2 separate regions of the Gossypium arboreum genome follow, and region 2 is linked to region 1. Evidence: chromatin contacts called from public Hi-C data. All regions are on one chromosome and are shown on one strand. The core of a region is the stretch at or near the end of the contact, and the rest is flanking DNA. Distances in the headings are between cores, read along the strand shown.

Region 1 (6,374 bases), core at 628-3,127:
AATAAAAAATTTAAAAATATAATAAATCAAATATATTTAAAAACATAAAATAAATATTAAAACAAATAAAATAATACTAAAACAATTCTTAAAACAATACACAAATTAACAATATAATAAAAAATAGTTATATTAAAATTTAAAATAATTAAAAATAAAAACAAAAATATATTAATATATAATTGGTAGGTGAAATGGCCGGGCCCGCCCAAAAAACTCTTACTCGAGGTCTGCCCGCTTTTTAAACGGGCCTCGTTTTTTGCCCAAGCCCATTTTTCGGCCTATATTTTACCCAAACCCTCCCATTTTTCTAAGCGGGCCTTGGTGCCAAATCAAAACCATGATCACTCTATTTGTTCCTTTTAAGAATCCAATTTTGATATTATATTTTGTTTGTTTCAAATGTTTTCTTATATTATTATTCTTTTATATATACATTATTTATATTAAATTTTTACTTTATGTAAATTAATTATTATGAACAAATACATCTTGTTTTAAATTATTTTGTATAATCATGAATTTCATATTATATAGATAGTAGTTGATATATATTCTTTTATACATTTTCATAAGATTATATTTATATAATTCATTTATGTTAAAATTTTCTGACATGTACAGTTTTAAATTCTTATATGGGCATACATGTGTATAATTTGTATTATAGTTTTATTCATTTTAGTTGTAAATATAGCACTAATTTTAAATTTCTTCTTATAATACTTATTTTTGAAGATCATTGTATGTTAAACTTTGTATTTTATACATTAATTATTTTTACTTATTTATAGTTAATTTCAAAGTTTTGCATGTATTGTTTGGTTATATACATATAGTTTATTTTATGAATTGTTTGTTTGTTTATTATTTGTTTTTATGTGCTTTAATTTACATATTTGCACTTTTGTAATATTATTGATAATTGGTGTAATATATTAACCATGTACATCTTCCATATTAGTTACTTTGCTTTCGTATTTCTGTGTATTGATTTATGATCGAGTCTGCTTACTTATTTACCTTAAATTGGTCATTTCATTTTTTATTTCAAATAAACCGAATAAATGTACTTCACCACTTTCATCATTACCCTCATTTAAAAAATCTCTCAAAATAAGAAAGTATTTCGTGTTTGGAAATTCGAGAAATCGTGCCTGAAGTGCTGGTTTTCGATTTATCGTTTGACCGAATAATTGGATATCCTTTTAAAGTTTCAATGCATGAATTTTGGAAATCATAATATGACCTTGGTAGAGAGTTTGAAATGTCGTATCCAAACGCGCTGGATATGATATTTTATTCTTTCTAGACAAGAGAATCTCAACATCTAATTCAAATTATTCAAATGTTTTAAAAGAAACCATATTTCAAAATCTTTTTAAATTTTAGACATAAGGACATTATTTAATCAATTAGGTACCAATTCTGGGCGTAACGAGGGTGCTAATCCTTCCTCGTACGTAACCGACTCACGAACCCATTTTTCTTGAACCTCGTAGGCCAAAATTAATATTTCAATAAAATAAAATGTTTTATTAGGTGATTTGATCACACCTAAACAAAAAGGATTGGTGGCGACTCCATATTTTATTTTAAAGTCGATCCCTATTTTTCAAAAAGAAAAAATGGTTTCTACAAAGTTCAACTACCGGTTTTTGTCTCAGTTTCAAGTTTCACTGGATTTGAGTAGTTTCTGAATCAATTGACTCATTTGTTTGGACTAGTGTATTGATTGGTTCTCAGTCAATTAGTTTAATTGACCAATTCGATCATGTTGATAGAACACTAATCACGTTATTAAATCATTGACGAAATCTAAGTTCGGAAACTAAATGGATTTGGTTGTCAAGTTTAAATATCTAAAAGAAAATTATAGTGCCAAAATGAACCTAGTTACTAACTTCAAGGAGCAAAAATTATATTATTCCTTTTGTTTATTGTCTTTGGATCTGTTAAATAAACCCTCCATTCTCTCTTCGGTACTTTTTTTCATTCTCTCTTTCAAAACTCAAATCCTCCTCAGGCCCTTTTCCGTTGTCTTGCCACGAGGTTTTTCGAAGGTAAACATAAATTCTTTACCTTCAGATCTTATCTCTTTAGTTTATGAAATAAAATTTTCATCATTTTCTTTTCCTTTCATTGCTCCTACTATTTCTCAGTTTGAAGGTATCTTTATATTTGTTTTAGTTTTTGTCATTAGGGTTCATCAGAATTTCCACTTTTTTCCTTCTTTGAGAAGTTTAAATTCTGAAGCCTTTTTTTTTTAATGATTTTGAGTAACACCTGGAATTTTTATGGATGAAGCTAAGGAAATAGTTTGCTTAGTTAGTGAAACAGTTGCTGAGTTCTTTTATCACTATAATTTATATGGTCTGAAAATGTCTATTTTATCGGTTTTTATTTTTTTTCTTTTTTCTCCTACAAATTTCAGTCTTGGAGCTTTAATTTTGATGATTTTGGAAAATACCCAGATCGGTTATTGAATGGATGAGGCAAAAGAGAAGGGTGATTCAGTGAGTATTGTTTCAGAATCTTCAGTAACTGTTAGTGAAATTGTGGTTGAAACAATGGCTTGCGAGGATCGAATTCGGATCAAGGAAGGAGGTGAAGCGGGTCTTGGTAATGGAGATGATGTAACGGTGGAGGTTTTGGATTCTCATGTTCATATTGATGGGGGAGATGGAGGGGCAGTTCAGGCCCGTTCTATTGATGAAGCGGTTTGTGGTCATCAAGAGTTCAGTAAAGTTGGTTTGGAGGTTAACATGAGAACCTTAGATAGTGAATGCCATGCGGTAGGTGGTTTGGGTTCAAGGAATGAGGTTTTGGGTGGTGAAGCTAGGGCTCAGAATGAGGTAAATGGAGGTGTGGTTTGGTCTTGTTCTAATGATGTAGTTTGTGGTCGTGATGAGTCTGATGAAGTTGGTTTGGAGGGTAATCCGAGTACCTTAGATAGTGAAGGTGATTTAGCTGGTGATTTGGGTTCAAGGTATGAGGTTTCAGGGGGTGAAGCTAAGGCTTGGAATGAGGTAAATGGAGCCAGGGTTTTACGTTTCAGTGCACTAGATAGTTCTGCAGGTAAGAACGCAGAGCAGTCTAGCGGAATTAATGAAGGTGGGGGAGATTTGAATCAAGCTAAGGAGACAGGTAAAGTTGGTAATTTGGATAGTTATGAATTGAATCATGGAAACCAGAAACGAGTTGTATGTTTGTCTGCTGCATCCGAAGATTCAGGTGTACAAACTAAAATTGTTGAGGAAGCTGCAATGGCAATTGATGAGGAAGATTTGATTGCCTTAGATGGTGGTCAAGAAACTCCTATATCTGAACTGATAAAGAAAGCTGCGAATGTCGGTGTAGATGCCACATCCCTGAATGTCAATACACTGGTTACTGCTGAATGTGTTCCTGGTTCTGAAGCTAAAGGTATGAAAAAGTGACAATTAGTGCTTTTGATCATAATTTGAAAATTCAAGTTGAAGAACAGCCATGAAGTTTGAGATTAGGTGTTAGCACTGAAAATCTCGACATTATATATGCAGATCCGGTCTATTCATGTCAGTCAACTGGATCGATTGCCGCAGGCCAATTAGATGAGAAGGTACTTCCAAATTCTATTAGTCCGATGGTAAAAATATGCATCTTTGGACCAGATTGATTCATCGTCTTTTGCAGGTTAGTTCCAACATGGAAATTGACAAGCAAGGTACTGATTACGAGCAACAGCAGATGGAGGTTAAAACTCCTCATCTAAGCACCCAAAAACATGATACGGGTGAAGTTGAAAGAGTTTATTATTTATTATTATTTTAAATTGATTTTCTTTTTTTTTTTTTGGTTCCTACAATATTGATTTGGTCGGGGTTTATCTTGTGCAGGTAATGTCCAATCCTTAAAACCTGAGCCAATTATTGACGGAGGAGAGGGAGTTGGTTTAAGCACGGGGGAAGCAGTGCTTGCAGAAAAGCAGGTTTCCGATGCTAAAGAAGTCGGTTTTGATGCAGAGCAAGATGTTAAAGTTGAGAAAATGGGAGTTAGCCCAAAAAATCGCGATCCAAGTGATGTTTCGGAATCATTAGGTCACCAAATGGATGTATTTGTTGGTAGTGGTGAAGTTGAAGCCGCAAAAGTTGATAACAATGTTTTGAACCAAATATCTCCTGCTGTTGCTTCTGATAAGGAGTTACAGTTGTCAGGAAATGAAGATCCGTTAGCTAAAAATGTGGTTTCTGAGGACGATTCAAGTGTAGAGCAAGAAATGAATGTTGAAGATCAAGTTACTAGTGATGAACCGGATTGTTTAGAACAAGTGGAAGAAATGGAAGTCGTAGAACATGATAGCGACTCTGACCAGCCAACCAACGTAGATTATCAAACTGTTAAACAGACAGCTCTTAAGTCCTTGAGTGGCGTAAAGATGCATCAAGCCCAGCAGCTTCTGTCCGAGGAAGAAGGAGGATTTTCAGTTTCTGATTTAGTCTGGGGTAAGGTCAAGAGCCATCCATGGTGGCCAGGACAGATATTTGATCCTTCTGATGCTTCAAAGAAGGCAGTGAAGTATCAAAAGAAGGACAGCTTTCTCGTGGCATACTTTGGGGATCGGACATTTGCTTGGAATGAACCATCTGTTTTGAAGCCGTTCCGAACACATTTCTCTCAAATAGTGAAGCAAAGTAATTTAGAATCATTCGAGAATGCAGTCAATTGTGCTTTGGAAGAAGTTTCTAGACGAGTCGAGCTTGGTCTGGCTTGCCCTTGCATACCGAAGGATGCCTATGACAGGATAAAATTCCAAAAAGTTGAGAATACCGGAGTTCGGGAAGAATCAAGTTTAAGAGATGGTGTTGATGTATCTTTAAGTGTTAGTTCTTTTGAGCCAGACAAATTAATTGACTATATGAAAGAATTAGCGGAGTCTCCATACAGTGGGGGTGATCGAATCGACCTTGTGATTGCTAAAGCTCAATTGTTGGCATTCTATCGTTTAAAAGGTTATCATCAGCTGCCTGAATCCCAATTTTCTGAGGAGAAAAGGCTCGAGGTAGTTGACTGTGCTACTCCTATGGATACGGATGGTGAGCAAAAATCCGAGGCTTCGAAGTCTCGGAGACGATCTTACCTTAAACGGAAGCATAATCTGAAGGATGGATTGTATCCTAGTAAAAAGGAGAGAAGCTTGTCCGAATTAATGAGTGAGACATTTGATTCTCCTGATGGTGAAATCGGGTCTGATGTGATAGGTAATAAGCCCCCTTCATCATCATTTGGCAAGAAAAGAAAAGCCATTGATTCCTCGGAAGACTCTGTGATGCAGGAAGGGAGGAAGACATCTAAAGGGTCTCTAAGCACACCTCATTTCCCGAAGCCTTCCTTTAAGATCGGTGAGCGTATCAGTAGAGCTGCAAGCCAAATGACTGGATCCCCGTCGATTCTAAAGTCCAGTGGTGATAGGTTACAGAAGCTTGATGGTGGCTGTGAAACTCCTGCCACGTGTGGATATGATGTTCCCATTGATAATCTTGAGGATGCAGAGCGAAAGAGGATGGGTATTTTGACTGAATATTCATCACTTGACGAGTTGTTGTTGCAACTTCACTTGGCAGCATGTGATCCAATGAAAGGTTACAGTTCTCTTAATATTATTATTAGCTTCTTCTCAGATTTCAGAGATTCGATAGTTCTGGATCGACTTTCCAGGGACAAAGCAGTTGGCCAAAGGAAGAAGTCACCAAATTCTATCATTGGTTTTTCAGAAACTTTTGAGTTTGAGGACATGAGTGACACTTATTGGACTGACAGAATAGTCCAAAATGGTTCCGAGGAGCAGCCATCAGTTGGTACTGATAGGGGACAATATCAATTTGTGCCTGTCGAATTAGATAAACCAATTCAAAAAGTCCGTAAGTCTCGAAAGCGGTATTCTGATACCAGTCATGATTTGACAGCACAGAAACCCCCTGGCTACGTCGATGAGAAGGCCCCAGCGGAAATTGTTATGAGCTTTCCTGAGATCAATTCTGTTCCTTCTGAAACAAAGCTAAATAAGATGTTCAAGCACTTTGGACCATTAAAGGAATCCGAGACAGAAGTAGATTGCGAAACCAGCCGTGCCAGAGTTGTTTTTAGAAGATCATCTGATGCAGAAGTTGCTTACAATAGTGCCAGGAAATTCAACATCTTTGGGCTGGTGTCTGTAACTTATCAACTCAACTACACTATTTCTGAATCATTCAAAGCTTCGTTGTATGCTCCAACCCTAGCTGAGGAGAATCCATTCATTGCTTCAGCCCCTTGTGGGGACCATGCACTTATTGCCCCAAGCCTAGGTGAGGAAGCTTCATTCATGGTTTCAACCCTTGGTGAGGAAACTTTAC
Region 2 (6,708 bases), core at 659-3,158, 280 kb before region 1:
TAAAATAAAATTATAAAATTAAATAATTTATTAAAATAATTATTTATTATATTATAAACAATTAAGTATGTATGTTTAATCATATTAAAATTATAATATTTTATATCAACATTTAATATTTTTAAATATGTTTAAAATTAAAATTAAAATATTAATATAATAATATTAGACTTGATTCAATTTAATTTTTATATAAAAATAAAATTACTCACAAAAGAACTCTTTAGAAAATGACTTACCAGTTTCAAAAGGATAAATCAATTACAAGAAAAGAGACTTATTTCCTGTAAATTATTTTCCATTGAACAAGTTATTTTTCCATGAAACAATCATAGGGAAATGCATAAAACATTTTCCGTGAAACTAAGACACCCTAAGAGTAGATTTGGGTACCACAAATTAATTAGATGAAAGTGTAATTATTTGGGCATTAATTATATTCACTTGTAATTATGAGGAATTATAAATTCCCACATGGTATAACATTGTGATTCATTAGATTATGTTTGGTAATGTAAATTATAATTACATAGTTACAATTTTTTAAATGTTAATTATTATAAAAATGTTATCAATAATACTTGAGAATTTTTTTAAACAAGAAGTAAAATTAAAATCAAATAATCATATGTTAATTTAAAAAGGAGTCGAGACAATATGATCATTGATAAAAGTAACAAGAGAAGCAAACATTATATGCAATTTTATATAATTACTTGAACATTCCATATTTGTTGGGTTATTCTCTTTCTAGCATTTAACATATACCTTTTATCATGATTTCTTGATCCTTGACTAATTTCTTAATTACTTGAATCAAAATTTGAACCTGTATCATTGAGACTATTGAGATTTTTTTTCATGTACTCTTCAAGTATTGATAATCCCAATTTCCCTTATGAATGGATTTATGAAGTATGTGATAAGCTGGTGTCATATTACCATGTGTTGAGACCGAGGAAGGCAAATAGGAGTGCCAATGAGGTTAAAAAATGCCAACCAAGACACTAGAAGAGTTCTCGAGATATCAAGGGTTTGGGCCTCTAATAAGGGTGGCTAAGCTTCTAGAGGTAGGAGAAGTCTTTAGAAGATTGGAAAAGCATTCAGAATGGTGGTGCAACTTAAGGAACCCTCTAGAATTGAGAAAACTCGTAAGCAGCAATGGATAAAGGAGAATTGGGTTGCTAGGGAGTTAAAACCAAGTTAGTAGGGCTAGGTGAGCAAGCACGCCAAAACTGCCTTGGGTATGCTAGAAGGGCATGGAGCGCAAGAGAAGCACTAGAATCGATTGGAACCTTCCAGTACTTACCAGAAGTGCCTAGAATGGGCTAGGGTGCATGAGAATGGCTTAAAATGGCCTTAAATCGCCTTAGAAGGCAAAAAAAAACGCCTTAGGGAGATATATTAGGCTATAATTGATCCTAGCCATCCATGTGGGACATTTCTAATAGTAGGATCAAGTTGGGGTTGCCCATAAATAGGGTGGCATCAGAGTTGTCCAAAGGTTGAGTTACTTACCCAAGTCAAAAGACATGCTCGAAATATGAGAAAGTTTGGACAAGTAAACAAAGCCTGAAAAATGAGCTTGGGTAAAAATGTCAGCCCGTTTTCTATTCGGGTTGAGCTTTGAATAGAATTTTTGAAACCCAAACCTAACTCGGTTATATATGCATATATTTTCATATTTTATAAATACAAATTTTTAGTATAGAAAATTAACCCCAAACCCAAATATCTTAAACCCAATATCCAAACCCATTCTTACACAAAAACCAAGCCCAAGCCCAAAGCCATAACAAAGCCTAAAATCTAGTTTCTACTTTCTTACCTATCAATCTAACCTGCCATCAAAGAACATGCAATTTTAAATTCTATCCTTCATCCTCTCTTTATTTTAATCCTTCAAAAACATCCTATTTCTCTCCATTTAAAAAAAGAAAATGACTTAAGAGCCTAATTAAAAAAAAATAAATTAGGCATTTGCCTATTTATTTGTATAATTGTATCATTTATGTTGCTCCATTTTATTTTTATTTCTCACTTGTTTACCTTTAGTTTTTTTAACCCGAACCCAATCTACTAATAACACTTCAATTTATCTGTCCAACGCTGCCAGAGCAAAAGATGGACAGCATGAGATTTCTCTACAGCAAGGGCGTCCTTTCTTGCTCCTCCGATGCTCCTCCCATCACTACTTTCCTTGAATCCCTTCCAGGTACTAAAACCCAAACCCATTTCCATCTCTTTCCATTCTTTTTCAGTCAACAAAAAAAAAGAAGAAAAATCTTACTGAAAATTTGCAAAACACTTAATTAAATTAACTTTTCCCACTCTCAGGATCTTACACAACAACTAGAACGCATGAAAATGGAACAACCCTTTTGTTTTGGGAGAGACATTTAAAAAGATTGTCGAATTCTACAAGAATTCTACTAAATTCAAACCCAGAACTCATATTCAAGACGAACAAGAAAAGCCCATTGTTATTTTCTCCTTTTCCTGTCACTGCATTGAAATGGGAGTCAAGGATTCGGTCATTGGTTAGTAATTCATTGAGTCAAGTTTTACCCATTGCTCTCAAGGAGAGGTCTAAAGGGGAGGAGTTGGCGGTTACTGCTCTTGTTTCTGGGGATATCGAGAAGCTGAAGGCAATGAAGAATGTTGGTGGTGGTGGTGATGATGATGATGATAAAGGAGTTTTTCAGGTTCTTGATCTTCATTTGCATATAGGGAGTTATATTCCTCCTGTGTTTGGGATAGAAGAAAGTGGAGCACATTTGGCTTTGGTGGGTCACGGAAGGGATCTTGCCGATGCTAAGTATTCAGATTGGGTAAGGTTAGAATTGCTTGTAATTCTTGTATTAGTATCCTGTCTTTATTTATTTATTGTCATAATCATATTTAAAATTTTTAATATTTCTATAAATTTCTTGGGAACATTTCACAATTAAATCATTTTGATACATTCATATATCCATATCTTTTTCATGTTACTTTTACATCTGCAATATGTTTTAGTTACATTTTTCATGTGTTGTTGGTGTATGATATTGCCAAGTTGCATTTGGAAGAAAATAAGTTGAGATTTTCATGAAAATGTGAAAATTTAAGATGCAGGTGGAAGAAAAACGTAAATTGACTTATTGAGGTTGTTTCGTCTTTCTTTTTGGTGGATAATTTATGTTAGTCGGACTTGGATGTGAGAGTCAATTATAAATATATGTCCAACATGGGTATGCACAATTTTTCCCAAAATTTCTATGTATATCGGATAGAAATATCAATGCCAGGGTATGCATTGGACATGGATATCGGATAGAAATATGAAGAGTTGGACCAAGATAATTATATATATATGCGTATATATGTGAACTTTTTGGTTTTCTTTATATCTTTTCGATATTTTGTGATGAACTTTCGATTTGACAACTTTACATTCTGCATAGGTTAAGGAAGCCATTGGAGAAATTGAGGCCTCCTTCAGTGACTGAGCTCTTGTTGTCTAACGATGGTGATCGAATACTTGAAGGCTGCATTACAAACTTCTTTGTCATATGCCAAAGGGTAAGTATTCAAGAATTCAGAACCTACACTTGGAAGGGTTTATATAGGGTACTTTGACACTATTTTTCTTAAAATACTTGTATTCAACACTTGTATCCAAGACTTTCTCAACAATAAGTATGGGGGATATGATATGACCCTTGTATTTGGAAAATTTAGAAGAAAAAGAAATTTGCACATATCAGTGCTGGACACTCATACAATTGCCAGAAACATAGAATTATGTGAATGACTTGTTTGCTCTAAGCATTATATTGGGAGTATATGTTTCATGCATCGAATGATTTTCTGGTTTTAGATGCCAACTTTAGGAGAAAGATTAAGATAGTAGTTTGACCTATGTTGTTCCAGTTTTTCATTTTTCTTGAAGTACTTTTGTTCGAGATTTGTGTCCAATGCATATTCAGATATGGGTATGTGGATATGATTATGTGGATATGATTTGGATTCATCAAATACATAGAAAAACATAGGAAAAAAAAACATATTTGATACACACTTGTATATGATACTCATACCCAGGTCTAAGAAACATAGGTCTAACAATCTAAGAGCCTGGCTGAATTGTAGAAAAATATGGATTTTCATGATATTTTACGACTATTTTATAGCGATTTTCATTCTGTGTTGTGTTGGTGTAGCTATGGGTGTTTATGTGCTTCCTTTCTTCTTCTCTTAATTTTATTATCTGTATTCTCCTATGGCATTTGCTTTTAGGATAAGAGTGAAGCAGAGGGGAAATACCTGGATGGCTACAATAATGTGTATTCCGTTGAAGTACAGACGGCGCCTGTTTCCGATGGTGTTCTTCCCGGTGTTATTCGGCAACTGGTAATTGAGTAAGCTCTTCTCTCATATTTGAAATTCAATTTTCTTTTATTTGTTCTTTGTTATCTGAAAGGAATCATTCAACTAAAGTCTTTGCTTCATATAAAATTTAACTTATGTCAGTTGGATTTGGGTGTTTGTTAGATATAGGTGTGTCAGATGCGCTTATATTAATTTTTATTTTAGTTTTTTTCATGTATTTGAAGATCATATTCTCATATTTAATGTCCGAAAATGTGTCAAATGTACTATAAGAAAATGAAGAATCAAAGTTACATAGAATTTACTATGTTCATTCAGTATCATTTCTATTTTGTGTCAATGGCATGTTGACTTCGAAGCTGGTAAGCCCTCTACTAAATTACTCGTATCCAAACCTTGTAAAGATCTTAGATTCTTACATGATTGATTGCTGGTGCAGCGCTCTTGAGGTGGATCAGTGGTATAAGTGTAGGATACAAACATAAGTCTACTCAATTTTTTTCAAACATTTTCATGAATTTGAAAGATTCTTGGAAGGTCATATTTTCAGTCATGTCCAAATGTGTCAGACATGGATGGCAGATACGAGTAATTCAATCTACTAGAATTAAACAAATAATATGCATCTACTATGATCTTCTGTGCTAAATTGTGAACTGTCCAATCCGATCCGTGCAGAGTATGCCATAGCAAAGGCATCCCAGTTTGTGAAGTTGCACCATCATGGGAAAAACATCGACTTTGGGAAGAGGCATTTGTTACCAGTAAACTATTTTCTATTTTATAATTTTTTGTTTGGATTTGCCATCATTTTTCAGCATTGTACATGCAAATGCACGTAAGCAATAGGTAAAATTGTTTTAAAGTGACTGAGAAAACACTGCTGTTCAAGAAATACTTGTGTTTTAAAATGACAGTGAAGAAACGAGCTATTTAGTACTTATCATGTTTTAGAAAATGTTGAATTTTTCTTCTTATGTTTCTTTAAAACAAAGTCAGCATTTTTAAATGTTAAGGGTACTGCATTTAAAATTTACAAATTTGCTTCAAAATCAAATGTAAAAGGGCTAAATTGTTCACCTTTGAAGTAGAGGTACTAATGTTCTCTTCAGCCTATGGTACATGGACCTGCTAGGTAGTTTAATCTTTTTATCGAAGGTTTGGGAATTATACCTCCATAAATGTGTGTTGGATCCAGGTGTTGGACATGGATGCTTCATAGAAAATGAAAAGAAACAATTAGGATCTGATAATATGCTGAATTAAATCGCTAGGCTTTGATTTGTATTTAAGGCTGAAGATTTAAACAATAAAATCAATTGAAACAATACACTCTTTTTGCAGATAGCTTGAGAGTTCTACAGCACGTGGAGACTATTAAAGTTCCTCAGCCATGGGAATCTCTCAAATCAAAATGTTTCGAAGGAATATCATGGATTGAGAAAAAGTTTGAGGTGCGTATCTTTTTTATGACGGCATTAGGGACCTGGGATTTTAAACTGTGTTGTTTTCCTATGTTTTTCGAATTCAAGTTTTGGGTAGCAGATATGAATGTGTCCAAAATGGGTGTCTTCAAAAAAAATTTTGAAAGTTTTTTCCATGTAATTGGAGGGGTATTTGAAGGGTTATATCTCATACTCATGCAACCAAAATGCGTTGAACATAGGCGTTGGACACAAGTACTTAAAAGAAATGAAGATTCAGAGCAACATAGTTTTTTTTTCTCATAACTGTTCTTTTTTGTTGAAATAGCAGGGTCCCGGGATTATCACAAAAGTCATCCAGGTAAAATTCAATGAGTACAGGTTATTTTAAACTATACAACTCGTATAAAAGTTCATGTGTTTTAGTATTGCACATATTTGGAATAAAATAGAGAGAGAACATATTCGAGTATGGGTTGCCATTTTGCATGAGAAGCCACATTGTTTCTTGACTCATTTTGTTTGTGTTTGTTGATTGTTTATGTTCGAATGGAAGTGTAGAAAGAGATCATGGAGAGAGCCAGCACGGAAAGCCACCCATTAAATGAATCCATATAACGGACATTGAAATTTCATGTGTCATAAGATCATCTGTGAGCGAGCCGCAAAGCTTGCGTCATGCCATAAGCATAAATCCCCGGTTTAATTCGACTGAAACAAAGGTAACTTGACTTGCATTCGCACAAGAATCATAGTCATTTTGGCTATACACTGAATCATATTCTTGTATATTTGCTCTTCATTGCCAATGTGGATGGAAGTTGGGTGTTGTTAAGAGGCTTTAAAACTTGTGATGATAGTAATGCAATGTGAAGGTTCCATGGTAATATTCTTATAAAGTGGAGTGTAT

What was found. A called contact is a pair of places that touch in the nucleus more often than the background predicts.
Region 2: a Hi-C map of leaf shows a contact between it and region 1, with 2.4 times the contacts expected there. The contact joins the promoter of LOC108457955 here to the promoter of LOC108460265 in region 1. A contact is called at or near these places in 2 of 5 Hi-C or Micro-C datasets (both in leaf).

What each region holds. Positions count from the first base shown.
Region 1 is chr4:34,893,188-34,899,561 of ASM2569848v2, reverse strand. It overlaps LOC108460265 (salt stress-induced hydrophobic peptide ESI3-like), which reads left to right and starts at 1,877. Exons shown (of 6, transcript XM_053027107.1): 1 at 1,877-2,063; 2 at 2,475-3,426; 3 at 3,543-3,601; 4 at 3,676-3,775; 5 at 3,879-6,374. The coding sequence starts at 2,487.
Region 2 is chr4:35,174,779-35,181,486 of ASM2569848v2, reverse strand. LOC108457955 reads left to right here and starts at 1,908. Exons shown (of 8, transcript XM_053026448.1): 1 at 1,908-2,215; 2 at 2,338-2,836; 3 at 3,447-3,564; 4 at 4,282-4,403; 5 at 5,053-5,138; 6 at 5,719-5,828; 7 at 6,127-6,159; 8 at 6,355-6,708. The coding sequence starts at 2,125. The coding sequence ends at 6,402.